Linked DNA regions of Sus scrofa: region 1 is linked to region 2. The links are chromatin contacts, called in public HiChIP or PLAC-seq maps. All regions are on one chromosome and are shown on one strand. Each heading gives the region's core, a stretch centred on a gene start, on an enhancer-like site or on the middle of the called end of the contact. The rest is flanking DNA. Distances are from core to core; before and after follow the strand shown.

Region 1 (7,254 bases), core at 3,253-5,752, 220 kb before region 2:
ATGAAAGATCAGAAAGAGAAATTAGGGAAACAATCCCATTTATCATCACATCAAAAAGAATAAAATACTTAGGAATAAACCTACCTAAAGAGACAAAAAAGACCTTTACTCTGAAAACTATAAAATGATGAAAGAAATTGAAGACGATACAAAAAAATGGAAAGACATACCATACTCTTGGATTAGAAGAATCAATACTATCAAAGTGACTATACTACCCAAGGCAATCTACAGATTCAATTCAATCCCTATCAAATTACCAAGGACATTTTTCACATAACTAGAACAAAATATTTTAAAGTATGGAAGCACAAAAGACCCAGAATAGCCAAAGCCATCCTGAGAAAGAAAAATGGAGCTGGGAATCAGGCTTCTTGACTTCAGACTATGCTATAAAGCTACAGTCATCAAAACCATATGGTACTGGCACAAAAACAGAAATACAGATCTGTGGAACAGGATAGAAAGCCCAGAATTAGACCTGTGCACCTACAGTCAACTAATCTATGACAAAGGAGGCAAGAATGGAGAAAAGAGAGTCCCTTAAATCAGTGGTGTTGGGAAAACTGGACAGCCACATGTAAAAGAATGCAATTAGAACATACACAAAAATAAACTCAAAAATAAACTCAAAATGGATTAATGACCTAAATATAAGACCAGATGCTATAAAACTCTTAGAGGAAAACATTAGACACTCTCCAACATAAACCACAGCAATGTCTTCTCAGATCCACCTCCTTGAGTAATGACAATAAAAACAAAAATAAGTGAATGGGACATAATTAAAGGTTTCTGCACAGCAAAGGAAACCCTAAACAAAATGAAAAAACAGCCCACAGAATGGAAGAAAATATTTGCAAATGAAGCAACTGACAAGGGATTAATCTCCAAAATTTACAAATACCTCCTACAGCTCAATACCAAAAAAACAAACAGCCCCATCAAAAAATGGGCAGGACTCCTAAACAGGTAATTCTCCAAAGAAGACATACAGATGGCCAAAAAACACAAAGAACATATTCAACATGACTAATTATCAGAGAAATGCAAATCAAAACTACTATGAGGTGTCCCTTTACACTGGCCAGAATGCCGTCATCAAAAAATCTACAAACAATAAATGCTGGAGAGGGTGTGGAGAAAAGGGAACCCTATTACACTGTTGGTGGGAATGTAAATTGTTGCAACCCCTCTGGAAAACAGTATGGAGATTCCTCAGAAAACTAAAAATAGAATTACCATTTGATCCAGCCATCCCATGCCAGGGCATCTGTCCAGAGAAAACCATGACTGGAAAAGATAGATGTACTCCATTGTTCGTTGCAGCAGTATATACAGTAGCTAAGACATGGAAACAACCTAAATGTCCATCGACAGAGGAGTGGATAAAGAAGATGTGGTGCACAATGGAATATTACTCAGACATTAAAAGGAACGAAATACCAGCATTTGCAGCAATATGATGGACCTATAAATTATTATGCTAAGTGAAGTTAGACAGACACCAGCATCATATGCTATAACTTACATATGGAATCCAAAAAAAAACCAGACATAACTTTTTTGCAGAACAGATCCTGACTCACAGACTTTGAAAAACTTACAGTTTCCAAAGGAGACAGGTTGGGGGCTGGGGGTATGGGCTGGTGTTTTGGGATGGAAATGCTATAAAATTTGGTTGTGGTGATCATTTTGCAACTATAAATGTAATAAAATTCAATGAGTCAAAAAATAAATGGAAACTAAGGAAGAGGAGCTTGGAAAGGAGACAGAAAAGGAAGGATTAGAAGAAGGGCATGGAGGAGTCCAGGAGAAGGGGGTGGTTCAGAAGACCTCCTCACTCTGTTTGTCCAGATCTTCTACTTTTATCTCGTGTCTGTTGTAAGACCCCACCCACTCCCAAGCCTTCTCTTCTCTTAGGACCCTTCCTTCCAGAGACAATTCCACCTTCTAGTAACTGTGTTTTCTAACTCACCATAGCATCCTTCTCCATTCCTCCTCCTCTATTTTACTGTACTTTAGGGATGTGGAGCCCTCAACTAGTACTGGGCTGGGCATAAGAAATCTACATGTTAGTCTGTCTTTCCATTTATTTGATGAGTATCCTTGGAACAGTTGTTATCCCTTTATGGGTTTTAGTTTCTTCATCTGCAAGGTGAGGTTTATAACTTCTTGCCTTCCTCGCCTTGAAGAATTATACAGATCAGATGAGATCATGCATGTCAGAGCACTTTGAAACACATGAAGCTCTGCAGCAATAATTAGAGTGAGCCGCGTTGACTTATCAGACACTCCACCTTATTTCATTTAACCCTCACAACATCCTTTGAGGTTGATGCTAGTAACGTGGCATTTGAGGAAACAGGGGCTTAGAGAAATTAACTTGCCTAAAGCTACACAGCTGGGAATTGATGAGGACAATAATCAGACTCAGGTCTGCCTGACTCCAGAGTTCTTAGAGCCCACATACCAAAGCCTTGTTTTCCTAATGCATGTCATGGTATCACATTCCTGGACAAAGCCTGCTTTGGAGAATAGGATCAGTTTTCATACAAATGATAACATTTTTACGGTTGGGAAATCAGCTGCAGTGTGGATTATAAATTGACCTTTCTGTACAACGGTAGGGCTTTAGGGGAGCTGGAGGGAGGAAGATGCACATATGTATCCAGTTCTTGAAAATTAAATAATTTAATGTACAGTGGGGAGCTCCCACTGTGTTGCACGGAGATCAGCGGCGTCTTCGGAACGCTGAGATTCGGGTTTGATCCCCAGTCCAGCACAGTGGGTTAAGGATCCAGCATTGCCACATCTGCTGCTTAGGTTGTGACTGTGGCTTGGATCTGATCCACGGCCCGGGAGCTCCATATGCCACGGGGCAGCCAGAAATGGGGAAACACACACACACACACACACACACACACACACACAAAATGGAATTATTTCTTTTTGCAAATAAATTCTGTGAAGTTCAGTCCTCCTCTCAGGGGGGTGATCTACCTTAGCATTTCAGAGTTGTGTTTCTTGGAAGTTGTTCTCAGCAGTAGCATAAGCATTTATTCTGCTGGACCTTTAGACTTCAGCTCAAATCTCTCCCCCCATGAAGTCTTTTTTAGTCACCCTGGCCTCAAAGCCCCTTCCTCTTCTGAACTCTGTGATTACTCATTAGAGGCAGATATATGGCCACACACACAAAATATTATGATAAAGTTATGAGGCTGACTCACCAAACCTTGCTATCAGGCTCATTACATTATTGTCATACATCATCTTATTAATTACCGTTTCCTTTGCACACGTCTTTCTCCAGCGTTGTTGTAATTTCATCATAGAAGTGTCTGACTTTAAATTTCTTTGTACCTCCTGAAACTTTTTTTTTTTCCCCACGCGTTAGCTGGCTTTTGCCCTACAGGAATTTGTCTTTTTGAGATGGATTTAAGTGTGTGAATATATAGCTAGGACACAGCAAGAGATGGGGGGTAAGGGTGACATTTGAGCTGCATTTGAATCAAAGGTAGATGTTTGATCATGAGAGAAGATGGGAAAACAGTCTCAGTAGAGACCTCAACAGGGGCAGGAAAATATGAAGAAGTACAGTGTGTTTGGGGAAGGGAATGAAATGAGGTGAGATCAGGGTGGGGAGTGGCTAAGAGAGGGGGCAGTGAGCCCAGAAGAATTCATAAAAGTCGTGGCCAAGTTGGAGCTAGGTTGTCAAGTGTCCTGTGAGCCATGTCAAGCAGATAAAATGTGATTCTGGGCCACGAAGAACTGCAGGACCACTTTAAGCAAAGAGATGTCACCTTTGTGCGATGCCTCTGGTAGCACAAAGCTCTCAGCATATCTGTCTGACTGAAGTATCTCCAGCGTTTGGTCTCTTTCTCTGTGTATGAGAGTTTGAAACACAATTGTTTCATTCATTCTGGGAATTTTCGGGTTGGGGATTATGAACATGTTTTTCAGCATTTTTTTTTTTCTTTTCCCCAAAGAGTGAGCTTAAGGATTGAGTTTCTTCCTGAAACATCTTTCCTCTCCGGGTTATCAGCCTGTGCCCTGATTCACAGTCCTGGGTGGCGTGAGGATCAAGTTTTGCTTTTTGTTGGGTAGTTGTGCTGGAAAACAACATCGTGAGTATTTGGGATGTTCTGGCAGGATCACTTAGTGGGAGGAGAGTTTCATTCACTGCACACAGCAGGGAGCCCAATAGCTTCCCTTTGCAAGTCATAGCAAAACACTTAGATGAGCCTTTTTTAATTGGCCAGCCCCTTCTTTCTCATGCTGTTCCTAGAGCCTGGCGTCTCCCAACATACTTTGCAGTGTCTGCTTCATCTTCCACTCCTCACCCCAACACCCCCCTCCAGGTTCCCTTGGGATCTGGAAGCCAGCGGAGACCTCACCCCCTCCCTGGACAGGACAGTGAGAAGGCATGGAAGAGGGTTCCAGCTCTGTGCCCCAGCCTGGTGGGCTGGCTGCTGCCTGGCCCTGAATCTTGGATCTATTACTCCATCTCCGCCCTCTGCTGAGCCCTGCAGCTGTGTGTGTTTTGAGTGGTAGCCACCTCCCAAGAAAGGCTGTGGTTTTATGAAGTAATAGATGATTTTATAAAAAAAGAGTTGTTCTCTTTGGTTGCTTTCAAGCCTGAGGGATCGCTTAGCTCAAAGGATTGTTATTGGAATGCGGGAGCCTCTATTGCCAAGTCACACACCCCAATCACTGCTGATTTCTCTCCCTCTCTCTTTTTTTTTTTCTTTCTTCTTTCTTGAAAAGACTAGTTTTTGTTAGTTGCTTGGTAACTGGGACATAGACTTTGCTCCTTCAGCACAGAGAGCTCTGCTCCTCATTTGAATCCGATTCAGTGCTTACACAGTGAGGTGTGCCTGACATTGGCATGCGCTGGGGACATGCTCTGTGTTTCCTGTAACCTGTGCACCATTTGTGCCCGGAGGTTGTTATCAAGGTCTTAGAATTTAAGTGAGTTGCCCCGGATTGAAAGTGAGAGCTCTAATATTAGGAAAAAAAAAATTAAAAATATGTTGGGGAGGGCTTTTCTTTGTTTTGTTTTGGTTTTTTGTTTTTCTCTCTGTAAAGAATGGTAAAAGCTTCCATCACGATGCTTCCAAAAGGCCAAAACCCACAGCTCTGCTAGATCTGGGAGCCTTCGGGTGGTGACTGTGGCCTGGGCAAAGGAACTGTCACCTTAGAGCAGGAAGCCCTGGGCTATGACCTTGTCGTTCAAACCTAAGTTTCTACATCCTTTGTAGGCACCTGTCCCCCACCGCCGCCCTGAGAATCCAAGGAGAGGAGGTGTGCGGGGGCACTCTTGTAAGCTGTGGAAGGACCTACGAAGAGAATCACCGTGTCTGATGCAAGCCCAGTGGTTCCAAGGGTAGATTAATTCAGTAACATCGAGACCCTTGGCTGTGGTTGTCCTCTCTGGGGCGAGGGAGAGATGGAGAGATTTTCCCATGGCCCTGGATTAAAAATCCATCCACGGGGGCTCATAGGCCCTTTGCCAATCTAGCATGTGATGACTAAGCACTTGTGAATCATGGAGCTCAACTTCAGAACAGCATGGGAACCTCGTAGGTAGTGTCAGCATCTCCAAGTAAGGGGTCAGGCTCCTGGAAAAAGTCCCACTCGTCCAGGCAGACTCTTCCCCCACTTCCCTCTGCTGGCCAAGCTTCAGACTTTGCTTTTGTGGGGAAGGCAGAGGGTACACACTGCTGCTGTCTTCTCCCCAGAGACCCTGTGCATCCTTTTAGGGAAACACTCCTCGCAAGTTTCTCATCCTGTGGGGAGGTCGCGCCTCGGCTCAGTGAAGCCAGCGTTGTCTCAAGAAAAGATGACGCTGCCTGGCTGCCTTGCACCTCCTGCCCCCAGCGTGTCTCTTTCTGGCAGGAGGCCTGCAGTTCTCTTCGAGATATTCTGCCCGGGTTCCATTGTCCGCGGCAGCGGCTGTCCGCAAGGCTCCAGGCTGAAAGCTCTCATTCTGCAGGGTCTTTAGTGGCCGTACACAAGATCTAACAGAAGCAGTTGTTTTCGGAGTTGAGGAGGACAGCTTGGCCTTGGCTGGAGGCACTGGTTGTTGCTGCATTGGTTTCGTGGTTTATTTCTCATTGGCCTTGGATTTCTGGAGTCTTTAGAATGAGGCTTTTCTCCCTGAGAACTGATCACCGAAACCACAAAGCACATGGAAAGCGATTTGGGGGACTACCCAGAAGACATACTAGTTGTTTGACTCATAGTTTCAAAGGCTGCCATTTGCTGATTGGGACCTATTTGTGTATGGAGATACTGCTAGTTCAGAGCTGTGTCAGGCATCTGTAGTCAACGTTAAGTGCTGCTTTGTCCAACCTTAAGATGTACAAGTGTTCAAAGGAAAGTTTAGCCCTTTCTAGATGTAAGGTCTCACCCAAATGCTTAGGAATTTAAAACAAATAACAACAGTGACAGAGAATGGGCTTAACACTGTCTTTTCCGTCTAACCCCTTTTGATGTTACTCTTGTTTCAATGGGACCCTGCTTCTGGGTTAATACTCAGCTTCTTTGATGTACGTAGGTGTCTGTGTTCAGATAGCAGTGATAGGAAAGGGGAAAATAGGAAGAACTCATAGAACTGGAGGGCAAATGTAGATAAAGGCCAGTAGTACATCTGTAAAATTGATGTAATAACTTTTGTATTGTTCTAAGGAGGTAAGACATGTGGAAACCCTTTGTCACCTCTGAAGCACCCCTCATACGGGGGAGGTTGGAAGGTAAAACTGAGCAGTTTGTCCAGTTGTCCAACACATATTTATTGAGTGCCTGCTATGTGCCACCCACTAGCAGATACTGAACTATGTCTCTTTTGAAACTTCTGCCTTGTTGCCTTTAGGTTCCCAAAGTTACCCTTGTTCTTATGATACATTCCTTGTTGTTCCAGCCTCTTGGGGAGGGCATAATTGAAATCGGGTCATGGAGGAGTTCCCCTTGTAGCTCAGCAGTAATAAACCTGACTAGTATCCATGGGGATACTGGTTTGATCCCTGGCCTTGCTTAGTGGGTTAAGGATCTGGTGTTGCCGTGAGCTGTGGTGTATGTTATAGATGAGGCTTGGATCTGGCATTTCTGTGGCTGTGGCACAGCCGGCAGCTGTAGCTCGGATTTGATCCCTAGCCTGGGAACTTGCATATGCCGTGGGTGTGGCCCCAAAACAAAACAAAACAAAACAAAAAGAAATCAGGACATGGAGAGTTGCCTGGAGAAGGCATCTGT
Region 2 (6,752 bases), core at 1,380-3,879:
AGTGAGACACGTGGACAAGGAGAAATCTCGACAAGACTCTTTACTTCTGCAGAAGGGCGTGGGCACTCCAAAAAGTATGCACCGAGCAAAGGACCCTCCCCTATTTATCCTAGCGCAGGTGATTTACCTGTCCCCTTCCCATTGGTCGGGTCAGGGTGCACATTCTTCCCTGTTGGCTAATTTGAAACAAATTGTTACTGGGAAAAGAGGTAAGGAGGAAGGGGGTCGCAGGGTTGATTCAGCAGAAGCCGGAGCCAGAGCAAAATGGAGTCACCGAGATTTCCTTTGATAGAAAAGACATGTTACTTTCCACACTGGTGTCTCTCATGCCAGGGTGCTATTGTTAAACTGCACCAAGGACTTCTGTAGAAAGGTCTGGCATGACATGCACAGCCTCCTCGCCCAGTTCTGATGATCTCATAGTGTCTGTTCTTCACTGCCACTAAGAGAAAATATGCTTTAAGAGCAGGAGAGCTGGCAGAGTGCATTTGAGCCACAGTTGTCCAGAAGAGTCAAGATTAGAGCTCATGTGTGGCTTAACAGGTGAAGGATCTGGCATTGTTAACTGCTGTGGCATGGGTTCGATCCCTGGCCCAGGAACTTCCACATGCCACAGGTGTGACCAAAGGAAAAGAATAATCGGAATTTAGAAGACTGAATTCAAAGGCCAGGCCCTCCAGACCAGGCATGTCATGAGTGAAAGATGGAGACGAAGATCTTGGGCCAGATATAACCTGAATCAAGGAAGAAGCAGGTCTCAAGTGGCCCATGGTATCCCACCCCCTTTGAGATATCCAAGGCTCACATTTATGTATTGGTTTTTCTGCCTGGGTTGGTCAGGTGGTTTAAAAGTCCAGAGTCAGGAGTTCTTGGTACCTAGTGGTTAAGGACTTGGTTTCTCACTGCTGTGGTTCAGATTTGATCCCTGCCCTGAGAATTTCCACATGCCATGGGTGCAGCCAAAAAAACATAAAATTCCAAGGTCAAGGTAGCAGGTTTGAAATGTTCAAAGCATGGAGTGGCAGAAGGTGGCAGAGAGCTTTAATTTGGGGAGTAGCAGATGGATGAAGAGGCAGGAAAGGACTTTCTGGAGAAATGTGTTTGAGACAGAGCCTCTTTTCCTCTGCCTAGACCTGTCGACCTAGCAAAACAGAAGAAACCACACACACCCTTACACACCATGAGGCTTGATCCCCAGCTTGCAGGCTCCGGAGGAAAAGCCCGGCTCTGTGTGGAACACTTACGTAGCCTGTGACCACAGGAACTTTGGAGCAACGTAACAGACAATTATCATTCATTATGCATTCAGTTGTGAATCAAAACAAACCAAACTGAAGCATTGTGTAAGTTTGGCCCCTGGTAATCCTGAATACGTGCTTGAGAGGGCGCAGTGGTAGGATTGTGGACTTCCGGCTAAAAAGCAACCGAAACGTAAATTGGGATTATGTCCCCTGTTGCCTTCAAGAAAAACAATTCCTGCATCTTAGCATGTCATGAATGGATTTTCATCATCTGACCTCTGCCTACCCTGGACTCCTGGGTCTCACATCTATTATTTGCACATCCTGCTCCATGGCTGCGTGACCTTGGGCAAGTTAGAGAACCTCTCTAAGCCTCAGTTCCCTCATCTGTAAAGTGGGAATGTAGATACCTACCTTACAGGCCTGTGGTAATTAACATGAAATTGTGCAAGAAAAGCTACTCACCCAGTCTTTTGCTCACATCACAGCATGTGCCAATTCACCATTTGTGTGATGTTTTTGTTATTTACCATATATTCTACATTCCAGCCAAATCATAACACCCACTTCAAGCCATTATTGGGCTAAGAATTTAGCCCTTTATTGAGGTGCTTAACAGAGTCTCTTGCCATTTGGGGATTAGCTGTCAGACGTCAATCACGATTACACCAAAAACTAAGGCAAAGAAAATATCTTTTTCTTCATCTGTGTTTCTCCAGGACCTAACACATAGTACGGGCTCAGTTAATTGTTTGCAAAGGAAATGTGTGACGTGTCTCTGTTTCCCAGAATCTTGATTCTTTGAAGGGCCCAGGTATTTTCCCCACAACCCTAGAAGGCAGCTATGGAAACTCTTCACAGATGAGTGCAAAGCCTCAATTAACAGAAATGCCTCAAGGGTAAACATTATTTTATTTTTTTTAAACCATCAACCCATTAGGGATACAACTTGAGATCCAAGCGATCCTCTTGGTCTGGCCTAAGAAAGGAGACCCAGACGTTCCCATGTGGCTCAGTAGTAACAAACCCGACTAGTATCCATGAGGATGTGGGTTCGATCCCTGGCCTCGCTCAGTGGGTTAAGCATCCCGAGCTGCTGTGAGCTGTGGTGTAGGTTGCAGACACGGCTCTGATCCCAAGTTGCTGTGGCAGGCAGCTGCAGCTCCGATTTGACCCCTAGCCAGGTAACCTCCATATGCCTCACATGTGGCCCTAAAACAAACAAAGACCCAGATTTCTACCATCTGAAACCTACTGTATCTCCAGATATCCACACCCTCTGCCGGCACCTCCGTTATTCTCACTTTACAAGGATGAACCGGGCCTGTCTGCCTGCTTCACTCAGAAAAGTGTAGGTTAAATATTTCCTGGCTTAACATTTCCTGGTTCAAAAAGTTAAATAATCAGCTCTCACTTGTTGATTATTTACTGGGTGCTTGCGGCATGTCAGGGATTTCTCTATGTTGCCTCTAATGTTCCCGAACATTCTGGAAGGTGAATATTCTTGTCTGTCACTGACATGGAAGAAACCAAGATTCATCAGGGTCTCATACTTTGCTGTCTGGGCTGCGATTCCCAGCCTGGCTGAACGAAGTGTCTCTTCTTTGTGGCACTCTTGGTCCTTAAAGAAGCAGTCTCACCAGCCCCTAGGCCTCATGAACCAGCACCCACCTCTCTGTATCCCCCCAGAGGCAGGCCTGGAGGGTGGAGGAGTATTTTTGCCTACCATGGCTGAGTGCTCAGTCACCGCCCTCTGCAAGCAGGCCAGTGAAGTGGAAAAATAGCTCTGACTCCTAACCCTGACATCTGTCCCTCAGGTGAGAGCCAGAGTCTCAAATTGCTGTGCCAATGACGAATGGGCCCACGCCACACACCGAGGGTATCAGCACACAGAGCGTCCTGCCGGAATTCACACATCCTGGAAGCCAGGCTGGCCCTGGTGGCCAGTTTCATTTAATCTTGTGTCTGATTGCTGCATGATGAGTGGAGAGAGTGAGGAAGTCAGAATCTTAGGGAAGCACACTGGTCTCCAGCAACCAGGCTTGGTTTGCTCTTTCCCTCGCCCAGTACCCTGGCGCCCTCTCTGTAAACCCACAGCCCAAACTAGAACCAGGCTAGGGGAAGGGCTGTGATCTTTTTGCGTTCATCTAACTTTCCTGGTTCCCAAAGAAGCAGCTATAGAAGGAAGACCATGGCTTTGGGGGGGTCAGGCAGACCCAGATCAAATTTCCCTTCTGCCACTTGGCACTTGGGTGACCATGAACAAGGCTTTGAATTTTTGTGAGCCATGACTGACTTCTTTATCTATAAACCAAAGGGAGTGGCAGAATTATCAGGAAGACTCTGTCTGAGAATATGTCTAAATTATCAGCACATAGTAGCTGCTTAGCAAATGTTAGCTGCCTTCCTTCCCCTTCCCCTTCCCCTCCCCTTTATTTGTAAGGCTTTAAAAAAAAAACACATTGTGATTGTCATTTGTTACATTGTGAGTTAAATAGACAACTGATGAATAACAGAAACTCTATTTAAACTACGCCCAAAGAACTGTAACCCTGTCCTTCATCAGGTCGGAGATTTTATATTTTACAGATAGCTGTTCCACACCGCCCCCCATTCTACTTCCACCCCCATATCCTTTTTTTCTAAGGAAATCCAGATGGGCCCTGATCCATTCTCATATACCAAAGAGCCTTGGCCTAGCCAAGGGTTAAAATCAGGCCTGCCTCACATACAGAGGATCTGTTGTAACAGAAGCTGCCTCCTGGCCATAGCCCACAGCTGAACACTGTTACTCTGAAGGCTTTGTTTCATTTGTTTCTGATTGTTCTGCAGTGTTTACATGTTTTAGTGGGGGGGGGGGTCTCTTATAAGTGAGCAGGCAGAGGGCAAACCCTTCCAGTCAACTTCCCGTCTGGGCATCCTTTCTTCTTTACTCCGTTTCCCTCTGTTGTACAAGCCAGGAACACAATTTTTATTTTTTTTTATTTTTTTTTTTAAATTTTCCCACTGTACAGCAAGGGGGTCAGGTTATCCTTACATGTATACATTGCAATTAGGAACACAATTTTTAAGTACTTTCTTTTTTTTTTTAACATGGGATTCCCCCCCTCCCCTTAACATTCTTAAAGAACTGCTATTGAATGTGAAGAAGAAAAGATAGCGCTGGAGTGTGTGGGCTCTCTCTCTCCTTCTCTTCTGCTCCCACCCAGTATAGTAATATCCCGTCATGTCTGTTGAATTTGCAAAGGACATATTCCACTTGAGGTCTAGGAGGAGCTGGGCTGATTCCAGACCAGACGTTGAAAAGGGTGCTCCCTGCCTGTCTCTCCTTTACACAACCTCTTTTTTATTTCCTCTGAAAGTGTCTCAGAAAAGATACGGATTCTTGGCTCTGATTTGAGTCTAAATCCTGGTTCTGTCTTGTTTGGAGGCTGGAAACTTGAGTTAATATCTCTGAAGCTCAGTTCTCTTTCCCATCAAAAGCAAGTCCGACACTGGCTTGCCCAGCACCTTGGGTGGGGGGAATGTGTGTTCAGGGGCCCCTGCTCCCTGTGGGAGGACAGAGAGGCTTTAGGTCATGTCACTTCATGTGACGGTGGTGGCTCTGCAGCACCCTGCATGCCTCATCCAGAAATGGCAGCACGGAGGGTCATGATCACCTGTCTGCTGTGGCCATGCTGCCCCATGTGCCACCTGGGCACTGCCCCTGTGACATAGTAGGTAGCCAAGCAAGGGTAGGTTTCACACCCCGACTCCCCATCTCCCTTCTCCTGACCTCCTTCATCCAACCATCACTCTCTACAGTCTCCATTGTTGTAGAGAAAATGTAAGAGATAACCTCCTTCATCCTATGCCCCTCGGCTGATATTCAACAAACGCTTCTCAGTTTATAACAGTTCTGCAGTCGCTCACTGGGGGAGCCATCCATGTAGCTATAGGTAGTTTCTAGTTCTGTTTGCCCAGCCAGGTTAGCCGTCTCTTCTTTTGTGAGGCCAAAAATGGAGAGAGAGAGTTCTGCAGATCAGGATTTTTTTTTTTTTTTTTTTTTTTTTTGCTCTTTTTGTATTTTTCCAGGGCTGCATGCGCAGCATATGGAGGTTCCCAGGCTAGGGGTCTAATTGGAGCTGTAGCCACACAGGCTTATGCCAGAGCACAGCAACTCAGGATCCAAGCCGAGTCTGCGACCTACACCACAGCTCATCTGCGACCTACATTACAGCTCCCGGAACTCCAGGATCAGGATTCTTTAGGTTTAGTCTTGTATGGACATGGCCCAAATTCCCTTGAACTAAACCTGATTAGCAGGAGTGGGGTCTTTGGGGAGTGCTTGCAAAAGGCAACAATGGATGCACATGCACAGAAATTGTGACTTTTATTGAAAGAGGCCCCATTATAAAACAGCCTATGGAGTTCCCATCGTGGTGCTGTAACAAATCTGACTAGGAACCATGAGGTTGTGGGTTCAATCCCTGGCCTCACTCAGTGGGTTAAGCGATCTGGCATTGCTGTGAGCTGTGGTGTAGGTCTCAGACACGGCTCAGATCCCAAGTTGCCGTGGCTGTGGTGTAGGCCAGCGGCTATAGCTCCGATTAGACCCCTAGCCTGGGAACCTCCATATGATGCAAGTGTGACCCTAGAAAAGACAAAATAAATAAATAAAACAGCCTACATTCTCTTTGCCTTTATATAATAAGCTGTTAACAAGGTAAAGCCTCAATTGTGTTTAATCCCAGTGACAGATCTTCCCAGTAGAAATGAATCCAGGTGATAGTTTCTTATCTCGCTTTCTCTTCTCTAGAGTCAGTACAACATCTGTACCCTACTTTAGCATTCTAGTCAAGATGGTATCAGATCGTACTTTTTAAAATTAAACACCCCTGTGTACACCAATCCATAAATAAGAAGTACACTTTGGCCAGTATGGAGGTGATGATATTAATACAGGCTACGTTTCCCTGAGTCACTGAATGTACCAGGCACTGTACCAATGCCTATAATAGACTGTGTCACATTTAATCTTTACAAGTCTGTGAAAAGAGGTCCTGTTTGCCCCATTTTTCAGATGAACACCCCAAGGGCCAAGGTCACACAGCAAGTTGAGACAGAAAATTGAGAGTCGAACCAGAAAATCAAAAGTCAGTGGTCACATTGTTGAGACAATAACTCAGGCCAGACTCTGGTCTTAATAAGGGAAACACAGAAACTAAACAGGAGCAGGGCAGGGAGAGAACCTGTCCCCAGCAACCCAGAAGTCAAAATCAGAGCATGGCCAATGGAAGCACTGTGTCATAGGTGCCAAGGTCTTGTCACAGGGGAAAAAGCTATGTCATTCTCCTCTGTCCCTGCTCATCAGCCTTGACTGTGAGGCTGCTCCCAGGCATCTTTTCAAAGGAACCCTAAATTCTATAGGCCAGAGCTGCTTTTCCTAACAGCCAGTTTAGAATCAAAAGAGCATTGATTGGGCCATATTTGAGAACCACTTGATAGTTAGTGCTTGGCTCACGCATGAGG

What was found. HiChIP or PLAC-seq counts read pairs in DNA pulled down with a chosen protein or histone mark.
Region 1: a contact with region 2 is called in an H3K27ac HiChIP or PLAC-seq map of skeletal muscle. The contact joins two enhancer-like sites. A contact is called at or near these places in 2 of 2 datasets of contacts at active chromatin or transcription factors (alveolar macrophages and skeletal muscle).

The regions. Positions count from the first base shown.
Region 1 is chr6:153,142,874-153,150,127 of Sscrofa11.1, reverse strand. All of the region lies in intron 4 of FGGY (FGGY carbohydrate kinase domain-containing protein), which reads left to right. Among named protein-coding and RNA genes, the nearest start is that of FGGY, 67 kb to the left of the region's middle. Within about 2 kb of position 4,502, at least 31 of the 83 cell types and tissues checked have an H3K27ac peak or open chromatin away from gene starts, as enhancers often do. A contact at or near this core is called in skeletal muscle, where this site is marked.
Region 2 is chr6:152,924,813-152,931,564 of Sscrofa11.1, reverse strand. The region is part of intron 8 of FGGY (FGGY carbohydrate kinase domain-containing protein); the gene reads left to right. Among named protein-coding and RNA genes, the nearest start is that of HOOK1, 220 kb to the right of the region's middle. Within about 2 kb of position 2,629, at least 14 of the 83 cell types and tissues checked have an H3K27ac peak or open chromatin away from gene starts, as enhancers often do. A contact at or near this core is called in skeletal muscle, where this site is marked.